2 separate regions of the Mus musculus genome follow, and region 2 is linked to region 1. The links are chromatin contacts, called in public promoter capture Hi-C maps. All regions are on one chromosome and are shown on one strand. Each heading gives the region's core, a stretch centred on a gene start, on an enhancer-like site or on the middle of the called end of the contact. The rest is flanking DNA. Distances are from core to core; before and after follow the strand shown.

What was found. Promoter capture Hi-C pulls out the DNA fragments that hold promoters and counts their contacts.
Region 2: a contact with region 1 is called in a promoter capture Hi-C map of neural stem cells. The contact joins two enhancer-like sites. A contact is called at or near these places in 2 of 39 promoter capture datasets (cranial neural crest and neural stem cells) and 2 of 9 other capture datasets (embryonic stem cells and pancreatic islet).

What each region holds. Positions count from the first base shown.
Region 1 is chr9:36,822,408-36,830,360 of GRCm38.p6, reverse strand. It overlaps the pseudogene Gm27219 and a transcript of Fez1 not described here. Among named protein-coding and RNA genes, the nearest start is that of Fez1, 6.4 kb to the left of the region's middle. Within about 2 kb of position 3,175, at least 21 of the 459 cell types and tissues checked have an H3K27ac peak or open chromatin away from gene starts, as enhancers often do. A contact at or near this core is called in neural stem cells, where this site is marked.
Region 2 is chr9:37,172,983-37,180,935 of GRCm38.p6, reverse strand. No RefSeq gene overlaps it. Among named protein-coding and RNA genes, the nearest start is that of Pknox2, 30 kb to the right of the region's middle. Within about 2 kb of position 3,660, at least 47 of the 459 cell types and tissues checked have an H3K27ac peak or open chromatin away from gene starts, as enhancers often do. A contact at or near this core is called in neural stem cells, where this site is marked.

The DNA of each region.
Region 1 (7,953 bases), core at 1,926-4,425:
TTCCCTAAGAGTCAGGATCTCAGACTATAGTCTATTCTGGCCTTGAAAGCACTATACAATATGCCTTAAACCCACAGTAATCCTCTTGTCTCAGCCTCCCAAGACTGAGATGTTGTGTAGCTATTTCCTCTGATTTGTATGGTTCCATCTTGAAGGAAAGAGGGAAGCTAAGACTCAGGAAGTAAATGACATATCCAAGGCTCAGGAATCTCCTGAAAGTCACAAGATTCATAAGTGCCCTACTACCATTACTATAAGCAGTAACAATTAATTGCTGGAGAAGAGATTTTAACCAGCCACACTGTCTATAAACTGTGTGTGGAGCTCCAAGGAAAAGACCATTTGTCACCCATGCTGCAGTGGGCTTTTCAATGACATTTGAGTTAGCTATGTTTCTATAAGTAACCATTTGCCTGTACTTCCAATAAACAAATAACCCAATAATGCATGCTCACTGAGCCAGATGTGTGTGGAGTTGTTTCTCTGGTCTGTTGTTGGTACCTTATCTTGGGTGAATAGACCTTGTTCACCTCTCCCCAGGAAAAGTTACACACTATGGGATTACAGGCATGAATCACTACATCAGCTCACCCTTAATCACCTGTGCTGATTAAAACTCCCTGGTTTATTATGACAAGGGATATAGAATGTTCCCCAAATTTCAAAATATATTCTTAGCTACCTCATTCGAAGGCAGTTATTCTCTACCACAAAACATGTATGCTAGGAACCAAACCATATTACTTTGAAAAAGAATAGACAGTTACATAGATATTGATAGCAAATAATTCCAGAACACCTACCTGATAAAAGCATAAAATGCCTGGGTGTAATGATACATGCCTGTGATCTCGGTCTTTAGAAGGTCAGAAGCAAGACCAGGTCATCCTTAGCTACACAGCAGTTTTCCTATCTGGTTCTGTGAGAGCATGCCAAAAAACAAAACAAGCAAAGAAACACCAGCAGCACCAGCAGCAGCAGCAGCAGCAACAGCAACAGCAACAGAAACAGAAACAGAAACAGCAAAAACACCCCCCACCAGAACATACACAAAACTAGCTGCCAAAGTGATATCCCTGAAGAGAATTAAAATTCCCATAATATAAATGTGGCAATAGTTTTTCTTTTAGCTTTAGTTTTTTTTTCTTTTAGTGTTTTCATTGTTGCTTGTTTTTTGTTTGTTTTGTTTGAGATGGGCCTTCCCTACATAGCATAGGCTGGCTGGAACTAAATGTTGTAGCCCAAGCTGACCTTGAACTCAAATTGATTGATCCTCTTGCCTCAGCCTCCCAAGTGCTGGAATTTTAGGAGTTTGCTGCTTCACCTATCACATTACAAGTTTGGAGCTAGAGATATGGTTTAGTTCTAGAGTGTCTGCCCAGTATGCAAAGTCCTGGGTTTAATTCCCAGTTCTGTGGGAGTTGTAGAACAGTAGGGTGGGAGGACATGCCTGTAACCCTAGCACAAGAGGTTAGAAGGCAGGTCCACCAAGAATTCCAGTCTAGTCAGGCTATGAGACCCTGCATCAAACAAGCAAAATAACAACAAAAAAGGGAAATGGGTTTTCCATTGTTTTGGGAAACTTTTGGATATATAGTTGTCAAATAGATAGATAGATAGATAGATAGATAGATAGATAGATAGATAGATAGATAGATAGATAAGCAAACAAACCAGTCTTCCATCTCCCATGTCTACTAAGTGAGTTATCAGTGGAGATCAGCATGTGCCATGGCTGTACAAGAGACAAGAGATCCTAGACAATAATGTCTTGAAGATGGGATACTCACTTAAGAGAATCTTCAGACATTTAGGTTAATCAGAGATTTCATTTGTATTAACCCCCCACACCAACCCTCACCATTTCCAGCTGTAGACTCATTTCTGTTATCTGCTTCCTTCCGCATGCCCAGGTACCAGACATGCAATGATTCAGAAATGAACTTGAGGGAATGAAAATAGCACAGTATATTCCATTGTACTCATCCAGCCAAATAAAAATCACGTCACCACCAGCAAATCTGCAGAGCCCAGCATGCCATGAAAATACTGCCCAGGGCCACAGTTGTCCCCTCCAAGCTCTCAACTTTGGGTCAGGACAGTGTTGAGTACTGTGAGCATGATGAGAAGAGAATTCACATTTCCCTAGTGTCCTGTTTGCAGGAGTTAATGCTGCCTATAAAGCCGCTTCAGGCAAGATTGATCTCTTCTGTTGTCATATCCTATCAGCCGAGAGCTTTACGGCACTGAACTCTAAGAAGAAAAGGTATCCTGAGTGGGTAGTGAATAAGGTTGCTCTGATAAACATTCCTTGTTTAACCAAACTCTCAACAGTCTCCTAAACCTCTCTTAGCCCCATTTATACACTTCCTTATAAAATCTAGTTTAAGCAAAAATTGTGTTAAGTCATTTTTGTAGTACCCCTTATCTTCTAGGTCTAGGTACCTTTGATCCCTAAGTAAATTTCTCAATATCCACTATCCCAGATGCTTTCTGGTCACCATAACCAATCTCCAGCATTAACCCTGTTTTAGAACCTCTATCTATCCATCCATCCATCCATCCATCCATCCATCCATCTCCATCCATCTATCCTCCCTCCCTTCTTTTGCTGACTCCCACCCTGCTTCTCAGCTATAAATTCCCACTTGCCCTTGTTTTTTTTTGTGAGCTGAGATCAACCTTTTTCTCCTATTGCAGAAATCCCACTAAGGTAATCCCTGTGCCTATTATGATGGCCCTACAGAAATTCTGCCTTTAACAAGTACTGCAATAAATATCACTGAATATTTTTTAAAGTGTGTGTGTGTGTGTGTGTGTGTGTGTGTGTGTGTGTGTGTGTGTGTGTAGGTTCCAGGAATTGAACTTTAGGAGACGTCAGGCTTTCAGGCAAGTGCCTTTACCTGCTAAGCCATTCCACATACCCTACAATGTTTAAGTTCTCTTAAAAATATGAGGAGAGAGAGAGAGAGAGAGAGAGAGAGAGAGAGAGAGAGAGAGAGAGAGAGAGAGAGAGAGAGAGAGATGATGTCATGCAAAAATTCTTGACATGGGTTGGCATGGGAGCTGAGCATTGGAGAGTTCCAAGAGGAAAAGTTCAGTGTTGGTTGTATATTGGAGGAGGTCTATGCTGTGAGAAAGAAGTCCGTGTTGTAAAACTGCTGTCTTAGAGACACACAAAGCCACTGGGCACAGGATGAATAGAAAGCCAGAAGCTTTGGGAGGCTTGGCAATCTCAGATTGTTGAAATCTGCATATTCAAATAAATCCAGATTCGTTCCAGGTTAAGAATCTGTTCATTGTGTGTAACAGTGGGCTAAGAATGAGAAACAAAACATACAAACCAAAGACTGCTTAAGCATCACCTTTTAGAATAGATTCCACCCAAGCCTGAGAATAGCAACCTTCTTCTCAGGGGAAAGAAATGAGCAGAAATCACTCTTAAATCTTTTTGCTTACCTTGTTTAGAACAGAATTCTTTCTCAATGTCTACTACTGCTTTTGAGACTTGGAAGAATTCCCAGTGTGGTGTTTCATGTAATTGTGTGGTTGTGGGTAACCCAAGCAAATCACATTAAAAGCTTTCCTGAACTAAAGGGGAAGGACAGGGCTCATTGGTAAAACTCTGGGAGTCAAGGGATTGGGGCTTCAACAGTTGTGTTACCATGTTACCACTAGCTATCTGTGTGACCTATGGAATCTTACCCTATCTTACTTTTTATTTTTTTTCTAAGACAAGTCTGACTCTGTATTGTGAGTTGATCTGGAACTAATTTACTGTATACCCCATACTGACCTTAAACTTATAACAACCTTTCTGCTTTAACCTCTTGAGTACTAAGAATTTGATTTTCATTTTTGTTTTTCTGTGTTTGGGGAAGAGGGGCTATTTGTTTCTTGTTTTGCTGTTGTTGTTTTTTCTCTTCCTTCTTTCTTTTTCTGTGTAGCCCTCCAGGGTGTCCTGGAACTTGCTCTGTAGACCAGGCTGGCCTCAGACTCAGGGGTTCCCCTGCTTCTACCTCTGTGGTGGTGGGACTAAAGGTGTGCACCGACACCGTTCAGATTGTTTCTTGAACATAAAGTTGGATGAGCAGGGAGGTTGGGAAGATCTGGACGAGTTGGGGAAAAAGAAAACATGACCAAAATGTATTGAATAAAAAACATGTGGGAGACATTATACCAAATAAAAGTTTTCCAAATGTTAGTTTTCCTTAGATTATAAAAGACACACACACACACACCACTAAATAAATAAATGTAGAAGAAAATATAGTTTAAATTAATGGATTTTAATAATAGACATGTGTTTAAATTTGTCTTTTTAGTTAGAGAAAATTATTGAAGAAAATGGAATTTGGAGCTAATTTATAGATTTAATTTTCTTGGCTCTTGACATAGGATATAAACCTTTCATTTTACTTCCTCTTAATATTCCTATGAAGTATGTGTCTACACGTGGAGAAACAAACACAAAGAGATTAGAAGATAGTCCATGATCACACGGTGGCTTTCTTGTGCCTCAGCACTGAGGATATAACTCAGTGGGAATGTTGCCTCGCCTAATCAAAGTCCTGTGTTCAATGTTTAGCACTGCAAAAACAAATCAAAATAAAATACAGTAAAAAGAGAGTTAAATTTAAATAAAGTTGAAGGCAGTTTGGGATTGGGTTTATTTGATTTGATTTATTTATATATCTTTGAGTCAGAATATCACGTAGCCTAGCCTGGCCTTGACTTTACTATGTAGTCTAGCCTGATTTTAAATTTCTGATCCTCCTGCCTCAATCTCCTTGCCTGATTTTATGTGGTAAGGGGGATTCAGACTTCCTACATACAAACTAGGCAAGCCTTCTACCAACTAGGAACACGATGGAGGCTAAGACAAGTGGCATGTCTCAGGAGGTTACAGTACTCGTCACCAAGCCTGATGACTAGCATTCAGTTCTCAGGACCCACATAGTGAAAGGAAAAAAGTGTTGTCCTTGTGGCAAGTACCTATGTAGTAATTTTTTTAATCTAAATATTCTGTTGTTGAAGTGGGAGGATCACAACCAACCTAGATTAGAGTGAGACCTTGTCTCAGAACACAAACAATAATAACAAAAATTTGAACCTTAGATAAATAATGAGCAGTGGATTTTTTGTTGTTGTTGTTATAGGGTCTCAACATGTAGTCAAAGGCTGGCCTTGATATTTCTCTGTAGCTGAGAATAACTTTTAATTCCTGACCTTCCCTGAACTTATCTCTCAAGCTGGGAGTGTACCTATGCCCTATTGTTTAATGTTTTAGAATAAATATATATTGGGGCTCAGAAAATGATTCCTAGTTTGATCTCGTGTGTGTGTGTGTGTGTGTGTGTGTGTGTGTGTGTGTGTGTGTGTGTGTGTGTTGCTCCTGTAAGCATTCATTTATTTTTATTTTATGTGTATAAGTGTTTTGTCTGTATGAATGCAAGTGTGGGCCTCTGCTGACCACAGAGCCCAGAAGAAGACATCAGATGCCCTGAAACTGGAGATACAGATGGTTGTGAGTCACAATATAAGTGCTAGGGTCCAAACTTGGATCCTTCACAAGAGCAGCAAGTGTTCATAACAACAGAGCTGGCTCTCCAGCCACTGTGTGTGGGTTTGTACACATGCCCTCTGAAGCCAAAAGATGATATTGGATCCCTTGGAGCTGGAGTTACAGGCAGTTGTGTGCCTCCCCACATGAGTGCTGAGAAGAGAACTTGGATCTTCTTCAAGAGCAGTGCATACTCTTAACAGCTAATCTGTCTCTCCGACCTTGTGATGATTTGAATAGAATAGCCCTAGAAGGCTTATATATTTGAATGCGTAGTCACCAAGGAGTAACAGTATTTGAAAGCATTAGAAGAATTAGAATGTGTGGCCTTGTTGGAAGAAGTGTGTCACCAGTTGGGCTTTGAGGTTTCAAAAATCCAAACCTACACTAGAGTCCCTCTCTCTTGGCCTCTGGTCCAGGATGTAGCTCTGAACTATTGCTCCAGAACCATGCCAGCCTGACACCATGTTCCTTGCCATGATGATGATAATGATGATGATGAACTAACCCCTGAAAATGTAAGTAATGCCTCAATTAAATGTTTTCTTTTTATAAAAGTTGCTGTGGTCCTGGTATCTATTTAAAGCATTAGAACAGTGACTAAGACAAACCCCAAGAATTTTTTTTTGAAAGATAGTCTCGGGATTAGAGAAATGGATGACTGGTTAAGAGTCCAGGCTGTTCTTCCAGAGGACTTGAGTTTGATTCCAAGTGCCCACATACATTCAGGCAAAACACCCATACACATAAAATAAAAAAGTTTTAAAAGATTTATTTATTTTATGTATATGAGTACATTGTTGCTATCTTCAGACACACCAGAAGAGGGCATCGGATCCCATTACAGATGGTTGTGAGCCACCATGTGGTTGCTGGGAATTGAACTCTGGAAGAGCAAGCAGCCAGTGCTCTTAACCACTGAGCCATCTCTCCAGATAAAATTTTTAAAAGGGAGTGGGGTGGAAGACTAGAGAAATGACTTGGTGGTGAAGAGCACTTAAATGCTTTGCTAGAGGATCTAAATTCAATTTCCATCACCCACATAGGACATCTTACAACTGCCTGGGGATCCAACATCTCTGTCTTCTGTGGGCATCTACACCCAACTCACACACACACACACACACACACACACACACACACACACACACACACACGATTAAAAAGAAAATAAAAATGATTAAAAAAAAAAAAAGCAAACCTTCAAAAGGGATAGCCTTTCACATGCCCAGGCTGGCCTTGAACTTTCTGTGTAACTAAACTAGAGCTTGAACTTCTATTCTTTCTGCCTTTACTGCCCAAGTGTGGGGATTACATGAGTATGTTGCTATCTCTGGCCTTTACAGTCACCATTTCTTTACCTAATCCTATTGTGCAGCCTGTGATGCCTCATATGCCATAAAATAAAATGTGTTCCGTATACATACACAAAACCTGGTGTCCGAATGCTCATAGCAACTTTATTTAGAATACCGCCATCCCTGTCTTAGTTAGGGTTTCTATTGCTGTGAAGAGACACCATTACCATACCAACGTTTAAAGGAAAATACGAAATTGGTTTAGTTCATTATCATCATGGCAGGAAGCATGGTGGGATGCAGGCGGAAATGGGGCTGGAGAGGTTGCTGAGAGCTCTACATCTGGATCTTCAGGGTGATGAAGGAGGCTGTGTCCCACACTGGGCAAAGCTTAAGCACATGACACCTCAGGCCTGCCCACACTGTGACACACTTCCTCCAACAAGGTCACACCTCCTAATAGTGCCACTCCCTATCCACCTATGGTGACCATTCCTATTCAAGCCACCACACCACACCATCCTCCCAAAAAGGTGATGGCTGAAGAGATGGTTAAGATCCTGTATTGCTCTTGAAGAGCACCAAGGTTCAGTTCTGAGCATCCTCATGACACTCAATAACCATGGGTAAGTCTAGCTCCAAGGGGTCTGATGCCTTCTTCTGGCCCTCAGGCAGGAGGCATGCATTCATGCATACACCACCACACATACACACAGGCAAACATACATAAACATAAAATAAAAATAAATCCTTAAAACAAAGAACTTTGAATAACTCAAATGTCCATCAAGATATGAGTAAATACATATGGATATATATTTCCAGCACTTGGGAAGCTGAGGCCTCTAGAGTATGCCAGCCTGGACTAAGCAGGAAGATTCTTAACACACCCTCTTCAAAAAAAGTAATGTTATATCATTTTGGTGTGTTCTTGGCTCCTTTATTTGTTTTGTTTTTATCATATCCCCAACCATTCTCAAACTTATCAAAAGATTAATTTCTAACTTAAGTGCTCACTGAAGATTTCCTCATTCCCTAGACAACTGAAATAAAGATCCTTTTTATTTGGCAATGCGAATTATGAAATACACT
Region 2 (7,953 bases), core at 2,411-4,910, 350 kb before region 1:
TGAAGCATGCAGGACCCCTGTCCAAGCTCTTGCTTCTTATGGTTTTTGATTACTTGAGGTCAGTGGCAGCCTGAAAATATCAAGTGCAGAATTCCAGCGGTAGCCGATGTCTGTGTTCTGAACTGTGTGCAGCGCTCTGTGCAGTGTGTTGAAAGCTCAGGTCCTTCTCCATCCCTGCCCGTGTCCAGTACATCCTGGGTACACAGCTGCCCTCAGCACTTTGGCTGGACCATGACCTTGGCTGCCTGCCGCATCACACTCCTCGTCTTCAAGCAAGCCTGATTTTATTTAAATTGGTCCCCAAAGGCACAGGAGTGACATGAAGGAGGTAGGGGGTCTTGGAACTTTTTCTTTGGATGAGGGGTTCTACTGTACTTGAGAAAAAAAATCAAGTGTTATACTCTTCTGACTCTTACCCCCCCCACCCCCATCATGAAGGACTGAAGCAAGATGGCCTCCTAGGGAAAAGAAATTCTTCCTTATCAGTTTAGACCTTTGTTAGCCCCTGGAGGCTCAGAGGAATGATGCTTTTACCCTGGGGGAGTTGCTGTGATCCTATGGACAGTCTGGCTCCCTCTAACAGTCACCAGCACAGATGAATATGGCCTCATTCCCCATGTGGCACAGAACCTTTTCAAATAAACTCTTCTTATTCATTTATTTCCTACAATGCCATCTATAGCTGGAAACTATCAATTTGATCCTAATGTGGTTAAGGCTCCTCAGCATGTTGTAGTCCTCTTAGGTCTTAAGCCTTGGGCGAGAGGAGCCAATCAGATGTGAATTTGTGAACAATGAGAGAAATTTTATAAATACCGAGTTCCTAATATTGAACAAGATGAACTGTAAGCCAGTTTCTCTCTACTTTCCTCTGCCATGCTCACTGCCCCGAGTTAGACTGTACACCTTCGGGGCTGCCACATGCCGGCCAGTGCCAGGATACAAGTGGAGGTCCTAGTCCAGACCGCTTCATTCCAATTCCTGTCTGTAGCATTGCTCTGCTTTCCAGGAAACCTTGTGGTCCTTGGTCCTGGATCTATCCATCACCCCTTCTGGTGCATGACTCCTACTCGGTTCTACTCTTACCTAAATAGCCATCCCTTATCCAGCCTGGGCACCTGGAGCAGGGTCTAGAAGGGAGAGCAGAGTTCTCCCACTGCCCCTTACCCCCGAGGGAGGAGTGCTCTGAAAGAGAGCTAGAGTCAGGTATAGTGGCACATGCCTAGAATCCCAGCAATCTGTAAGATAGGGACAAGCGCAGGTTCAAGGCCAACCTGACCTTTGCAGCAAAATCCCTGTTTCAATTCTCCCCTTCCCAAAAAATTAGGGAGAGACCTGATGCAGGCAGTTAAGGGTGCTTTGGCCCTGCACAGTTCTAGAGAACGGGTAGTAATTCCCTTGGCCCTGAAGCTTCCACTTGATGGCTATCTTCCCCTCCTCACCAGGGCCTGTGAGAACCAAGACACCTGGTTGTGTTATCCTTGCTGTGGCATCTGACTTTCCTCTCTCCTCCCCCTCAGCTGCCATTTCCTTCCTCAGTTTCCGCTACAGGCCTTGGGTTTCCAAACCCCAACCTACCTGTGCTGCTGGTAGGACAAAGCCACACCACATTTAATTGAACAAAATCTTCAGAACGAACAGTTTTAGTTTCAGGCCTTATTGGGGCCACAGCCTGGAGTGTGTGGGGGAACAATTGTTTTAGAAGGAATTCACCCAGTTACTCCTTCCCCTCCCCCAATCCCCAGCTCTGGGTGGAATCCAGCTAGTCATTTTCCAACCCGGTTGTGTGTGCATAGACACACTGCAGCTTCTTTGATCCCCCGCCTTTCCTGCTAACAGACAAACCGCTGCCAAAGCTTCCAGCTCCTTTCTCCATGGTGACCAAGCCCCTCATTTCCATTTAATCCCAGCCTCCCCATCCTGGGTGCCCACCCCTTCCTTTCTGTGAAGCTTGGGCATTTCCTTTCTCCCCTCTCCCTTCTAGCAGCTGACTCTCTCCAAAGTTTAATAAGTGTCAACATGCCACTGCCCCTTCTCCTGTGCCCTATCTGCCCTCTCCTCTTTGTCTCCTTTCTCCACTACGTCCAAATCTTTGCTTCTCTGCTTTTCACTCTTCAAACGTGTTCCTCTTGGGCCCCATCGTTCCCTGATGCCTCTGACCTGAAGGGAGGGCACACAGGCACAGAGGAGAGAGGCAGAAGGCAGGTCCTTCTCTTTTCCTCTCCTCTCTCAGTTGTGGCTCTGCCTGGGTTCTGTGAATGAGGGTGTGGGGAGGTGTCTAAGTCTATATAGCACTGTTGCCTTCAGCCACATCAATCCAAGACCTCCTTAGAGTTCTTTGGAGCAATCCCTGGAATCTTCTAGATTCTTTTAGAAGCTTCCCAGATGCCCACCCTCTCCTTCTGGCTATCAGGCAAGTTGTGCAAACAGGTGAGCCTAGAAAGACAGATGACCATCACACGCTGTTAGACTGGTGGACCCAACTCATCCAGGGAATGTCCTACTCCCTGACAGGGCCTAGGAATTGCACTCACAGTGCTCCTCTGGAGGAGGCCCTTCTGGCTCTAATCGTGGTGATTGCATAGCTGGAACATGGAGGGTCTGCCCAGGACTCACTTTTAACAGTCCAGTCCTGTACATCCGTATCAACATTATCTTCCTCGTGGTAACCAGGTGATTTCTGCTGTGCAGCCAGAGAAGCTGAAGCCGGGCAAGCTTAATATGTTGCCCAAATATTTGTACAAAGAAGGAATCGGTGAAGCTGAGCCAAGAATCCAGGTTATACTGTTCCTGGTTCCTTCCACTCACTGTCTTTCTTCAGTGATCCGTGGAGGAAGCAGAGACAGGAGGAGACTGTAAACGTTGGTGTGAGGCACGAGGAGGCAGTTACATTTTCCCTCACTGGAGGGGGCAGTTACATTTCTTTCCCTTTGTCCTATCGACTCAGTCCAATGTACAGTCATATGAAATGTTAATTTGTGCTGTTCTCAATATTTAGTTATATCTACCCCTACGTGCGTGTATCTGAGTTTTCCTCCCCTAGGCTCCAAGTTCCCCAAGACTTTTACTCATACATGTCCTCCAAGGAAGGCAGAAGGATCCCACATAGGTCCATGGGGTCTGGCTTCAGACCTTGCAGGAGGCGTGTGATACAGTGCTAATGACGTCATCACTGAATCGCATAGAAGCCCAACTCTCTTGCTTTTCCATCTTCCCATAGTGCCCAGCCAGGCTCCTCGGCCTCCTCGTTAGCCTCTGTGAGAAATTAAAGCTCCGGTAATCAAATCAATCCTTGTAAATTCCCCAAGAACAGCTCCAGAGGCCCCAACAAGCCAGCAAACCCCAGACCCAAATCCATGTCAAATTTCATAGATATAATTTAAGCAGGGATCAAAACACACACTAACCTAGTAAGTACGGCTGCTCAAAATGCAGAGTTTATAGTCCATCTGCCTCTCTGCTTCAGGGAGTCTGTATTAAATTTATTGCAAAGTAAAACAAATAAACCCAAGCAAAGGCAAGATGAAAATCTGCATACTCGTCGGAGAATTAGCAGCCCTCTCTGGTTAGGAAGGCTGCCTCTCAATTTGCATCTCTAAGGAGTTGTGACTGGGCTGGGGGTTGGGGCTGGTTGGGCAGGACAGAGACTCGAAGCAGGACTGTCCCCTGCTGGCTGGTAGTAGAACTGCAACCCCCTTGATCTTTGAGGGGGACTTTGTGGGGCTTATCCCACACCCGTGGAGAAAAGGATCTGCAGATGAAATAGTGGTTGACAACGTGTGGAGTTGGTAGAGCAGGCAGCAGAGAAAGAGAGAGAGAGAAAGTCACTGTGGGAAGCAATCTGTATTGCTTCTGTATGTAAGACTCGTGGCTAGGAAGTGGGTTGGAGAGAGGGGTGTCAAGGAGATTTGGAATTTTTACAGGTGTACTAACCAGAGACTGCATCGAACTTCGTGACTTCTCTTATTCCTCTTTCCTGTTCCTTCTGCATTGTTTGCAACTGTACTCACAAAGGCCAGAAGTCTGGTGTGGAGGCTGTAGTGATTCTTGCACTATTGGCTGTAGAGTATCAGCCACCTGCTGCCTGTGTAAACCTGGGACAAGCCATGTCGGAGACAAAGGGCTGAGTTGGCGACAGGACTCGAATGTGCATGGCCTTGAGATGTGATGCTTCCTGGAGCAGCCCGTTCCTGCTCAGTTTGCTCATCTGTTCTAAGCCTTTCAGTGTTGACGCTGTGGATCTGTGGTCCAGGAGTACAGACATCCATCATGTTCTTTCTGGGAAGCTCAGAGGATCTCACCTGCTCTCCCAGGATGCTCCCATCATCCTTTCTGCCTGGCTCTATGGGCACCACCTTTAGAGTGATGGGTGCAGAGATTTCTGCAGGCAGGGGTAGGCTATCTTCTTTATAAGATCTTATAGGTAGATGAAGAGAAATATATTGATCTATAGATGTAGTCACACTCTAATAATTTGTTCTGTTTATTTATTTATGAACCCTGCCATTTAGACGGCTGGTGTATACCATGGTCTTTCTTAGCAATCGCTTGCTTTCCTCTGCTTGCTTTTCTCAACCCGGTGCCCAAGACAGAAGGCTCAGAATAAGCATCTGATGAATGAGTGAATGTGTAAGAGCTAAGTGATGCAGGATGATAAATACTTGGCCACAGAGTCTGCTTGGCTGGCCTCCTTGATTTCCTTTATTCTCCAAGGACCTCGTGACAGGCCTCTCTAATCTACTTCCTGAGGAGCTATAAAAAGCCATCTGCTTCTTCACCAGTCCCTCAAAAGGCATCACTTCCAAGTGGGTAGGAGCCCAGAATCTGGAATCAGAAAGTTCACAGTTCTTATCCTGGCTACTGTACTCAAACTAGCCAGGGGCACCTAGCCAAGACCCAGCCTCAGTCTCTGTTTTTCTGTTTCTCTGTCTCCCTGTCTCCTTCCCTTCCTCTCTCACTCCCTCTATCCTTCCCCCTTCTCTCCCTCCCTCCTTCCCTCCCTTCCTCTTTCCCTCCTTCCCTCCTTTCCTTCTTCCATCCCTCTACCCTTCCCTCCTTCCTTTCCTCCCCACCTCTCTTTCTTCTTCCCTCCCTCCATCTCTACTTCTCTCTTCTGACCACAGAATATATGAACACCAAGTCAGACTGCCAGGCTGCCCCAGGGGTTTAACCTTGGCTTCTCTGTTAGTTGAGTAGCTCGGAGCAGGTGACTTAATCTCTGGTGCTTCAGGTTCCTCATCCATAAACTGGAGTTAATAGAATCTACTCCATAATGTTGATGTGAGGATTAAAAGAGCTAATTCACATAAAGCCCCTAAAACAACGCCTCATGCTTGGTTGGCATTAACTAACGCAATAAACGCTAGAGGTTATTAATAAGAAACAAGGGATTTTTGTCAAACTGAAGGCATGTACCTAAAGGAAAGGCTCTCCTAGAAGATGTGTGGAAAGGTAAGAGGGAAGCCTTTGTGTGAACAAGCAAAGCCTGCCCAGAAGGGACAGGTAGGTTTGCCATCCTGGGGGCAAGAGCAGCTGTCCAGCTCTTCACCTGCACAACTCACCTTGGCATTTGTTTATCAGAAGCATCATGGGATAAATCTCAAGCATTCAAAGTTCTTGCAGCTTGCTGGCCTTTGAGGCATATTTGCTCATAGCCCCCACGCACCCCCTTCTTCGTTCTGGCATCGCTTCTTCCGACCATTTCAGCTGCACTGAGAACAAATGAGCTCAGTTCTTCCCAGTGGACCCAATGCTCGTCCTTTGCATTGTCTCCTGCAGGTGTCCTATCCAGTATCCCCCCCTCCTAACCTCTGAATGTCCCTGGCCCTTCAGACAGCAGCATCTATGGGAAACCTTCCCTGTTGAAGCCTGGTAGAGCCCTAACCTGATCTTCTGTATCTCTGCACTTGTTCCCTTTCCCTCCTGTTAGTGTGTGCCAACCCAACAAAACCCCAACAGAAATTAGTATCTGCATGATTCCAGAAGCCAGAAGTCCAAAGTTAAGGTGCCAGTTAGGTTAGTTTCTGCTGAGACCCCTCCTTGTGGTCTGTAGATGACTACTTCTCCTGTTTGTATAGGGAATAGGGGAGAAATAACCACCCCTTCCATTTGTTTGTGGTGTTTGTTGCTTTGTTTTGTTTCGACAGGGTCTTACTATGTAGCTCTGGCTATCCTAGGCTATCCTAACTAGGTAGATCAGGCTTCCAAGAGCTGGGATTAAACTCATGCCTGCTATGCCTACCCAGTTCGTCTTTTCTAATTCTTATACAGACACCAGTCTTCTCGGATCAGAACCCCACCCTTACAACTTCCTTTAAGATCCTGTCTCCAGCTATAAGACACATTGAAGGTCAAGGGTAGGGTTGTACTTCAGACCCTTGCGTCCCAGCATATAACATGGTCCCTAAGGCTCTGCCATTGCTTATGCAAACATTCCCCAGAAATTACACCTCACTCTGACCCCGTCCATCACTTTGTGATTCTGTCATATCTGTAACACCTGCTCATAGCAAGGGCTCGATAAAGAGGAGTGTTTGTAGGTGGGTGAATGAGCAGTGATGGCAAGGGTTCTGAAATATAGCTATTCCAATGGGACCTAGTGTAGCTCCCTCACTGTATAGCAGGGGAAACCGAGGCACAGCGTCCTTGGTCTTTAGTGGCACAGTGGAGGGAGGTTGGAAGTCAGTCTCTGAAGCCAGTCCTCTATTTTTGCCTTGCAACAGGAGAAATCAAAGAGCTGCCTAAGACTGATGGTCTTTTAAAACCCACTGAGTTTCCTTGCAAGGAAAACAGCTCTGGGTTTTCATTAGCAAACCAAACTCCTTCCTTTATGCACCCACCTCACCTTGCTGGAATATTTCCCTGGCCAAGCACTCTGTTGTTCACTCCCTGCCTTAGTCAGGGCCAGGGATGTCAGGATGGCCTGGACTGGGAGTCTGCCCAGGTTTCCAGTCCATGCTGACAACCCAGGTGTGTGGCTCTTTGGAACCTTGTTTTTCTGTTAATGGGTTTTGTTAACTGTTTGTCATTTGCTTATGCAAATCTATCTCTTTCTGCATTAAAATGAACCCAATTATAAAGTGAAATTTTACAATTAAGCCACTTAGTGAAGGACATTAACCGACCAGAAGGAATTGATTTGTAAAAATTTCAGCGATACTTACCAAATGTTTCTAAGATATGACTAAGTCCTCGGGTTTTTCTTTACACAAACAGGTCCTTGCACATTTCCATACACACCCCCCACAGACACAGCACACATTTTCACACACCTGGTTTTCATCTTCTCACTGGGGGACTTGTTCTTGCTCCTTCTCTGGGTTTAAATTTTCCCCAAGTAGAGGAAATTCCACCAGCCGTCAGATCATGTCTGCAAAGTTCTTGGAGGCCTTCCAAAAGAAATGGCCCCTGGGCAGAGGAAGCTAGAGCAGGCAGGAAAGCAGAAGAAGGTGTAGTGGCCTTAATAAGTCTCTTCGCCACCTTGGTGACTGGACTGATGGATATATTTTGGCATTTGCTTCCCTGCGTGGCTGTAATCGATAGCAGTTATAGACAGAGATGCAGAAAAGGTGGGGGTGTGGGATGGGGCAGTATTGATTGGTCTTTACAGGAAAGAGCCTTGCCTAGGGATGGAGTGACCATAAGAAGCAGGACCCTGTTGTTCCTAAAGTAGGTTACCTTTCCTTATACCCCCCACTCCTCTACCCAGTCAGAACCTGGATGGAGGCAGAGAGGACATTTAGCCTGTGACAAAGTCACATTTATCTTGTTCATGGCACCCCCAGTTTACAGGTTGGACATCACTGTCTCCCAGGCTGGTGTGAGTGCAGGGAAGAAAGCTCTTTAAGCACAGATTGGCGGTGGGTCCCAGACTAAGTCTGTTTCCAGGAATGAACCCAAGTCAGGAAGCAGCTTACTGGTCTCAGACAGCATAGTATATAAGGGACTATTAGG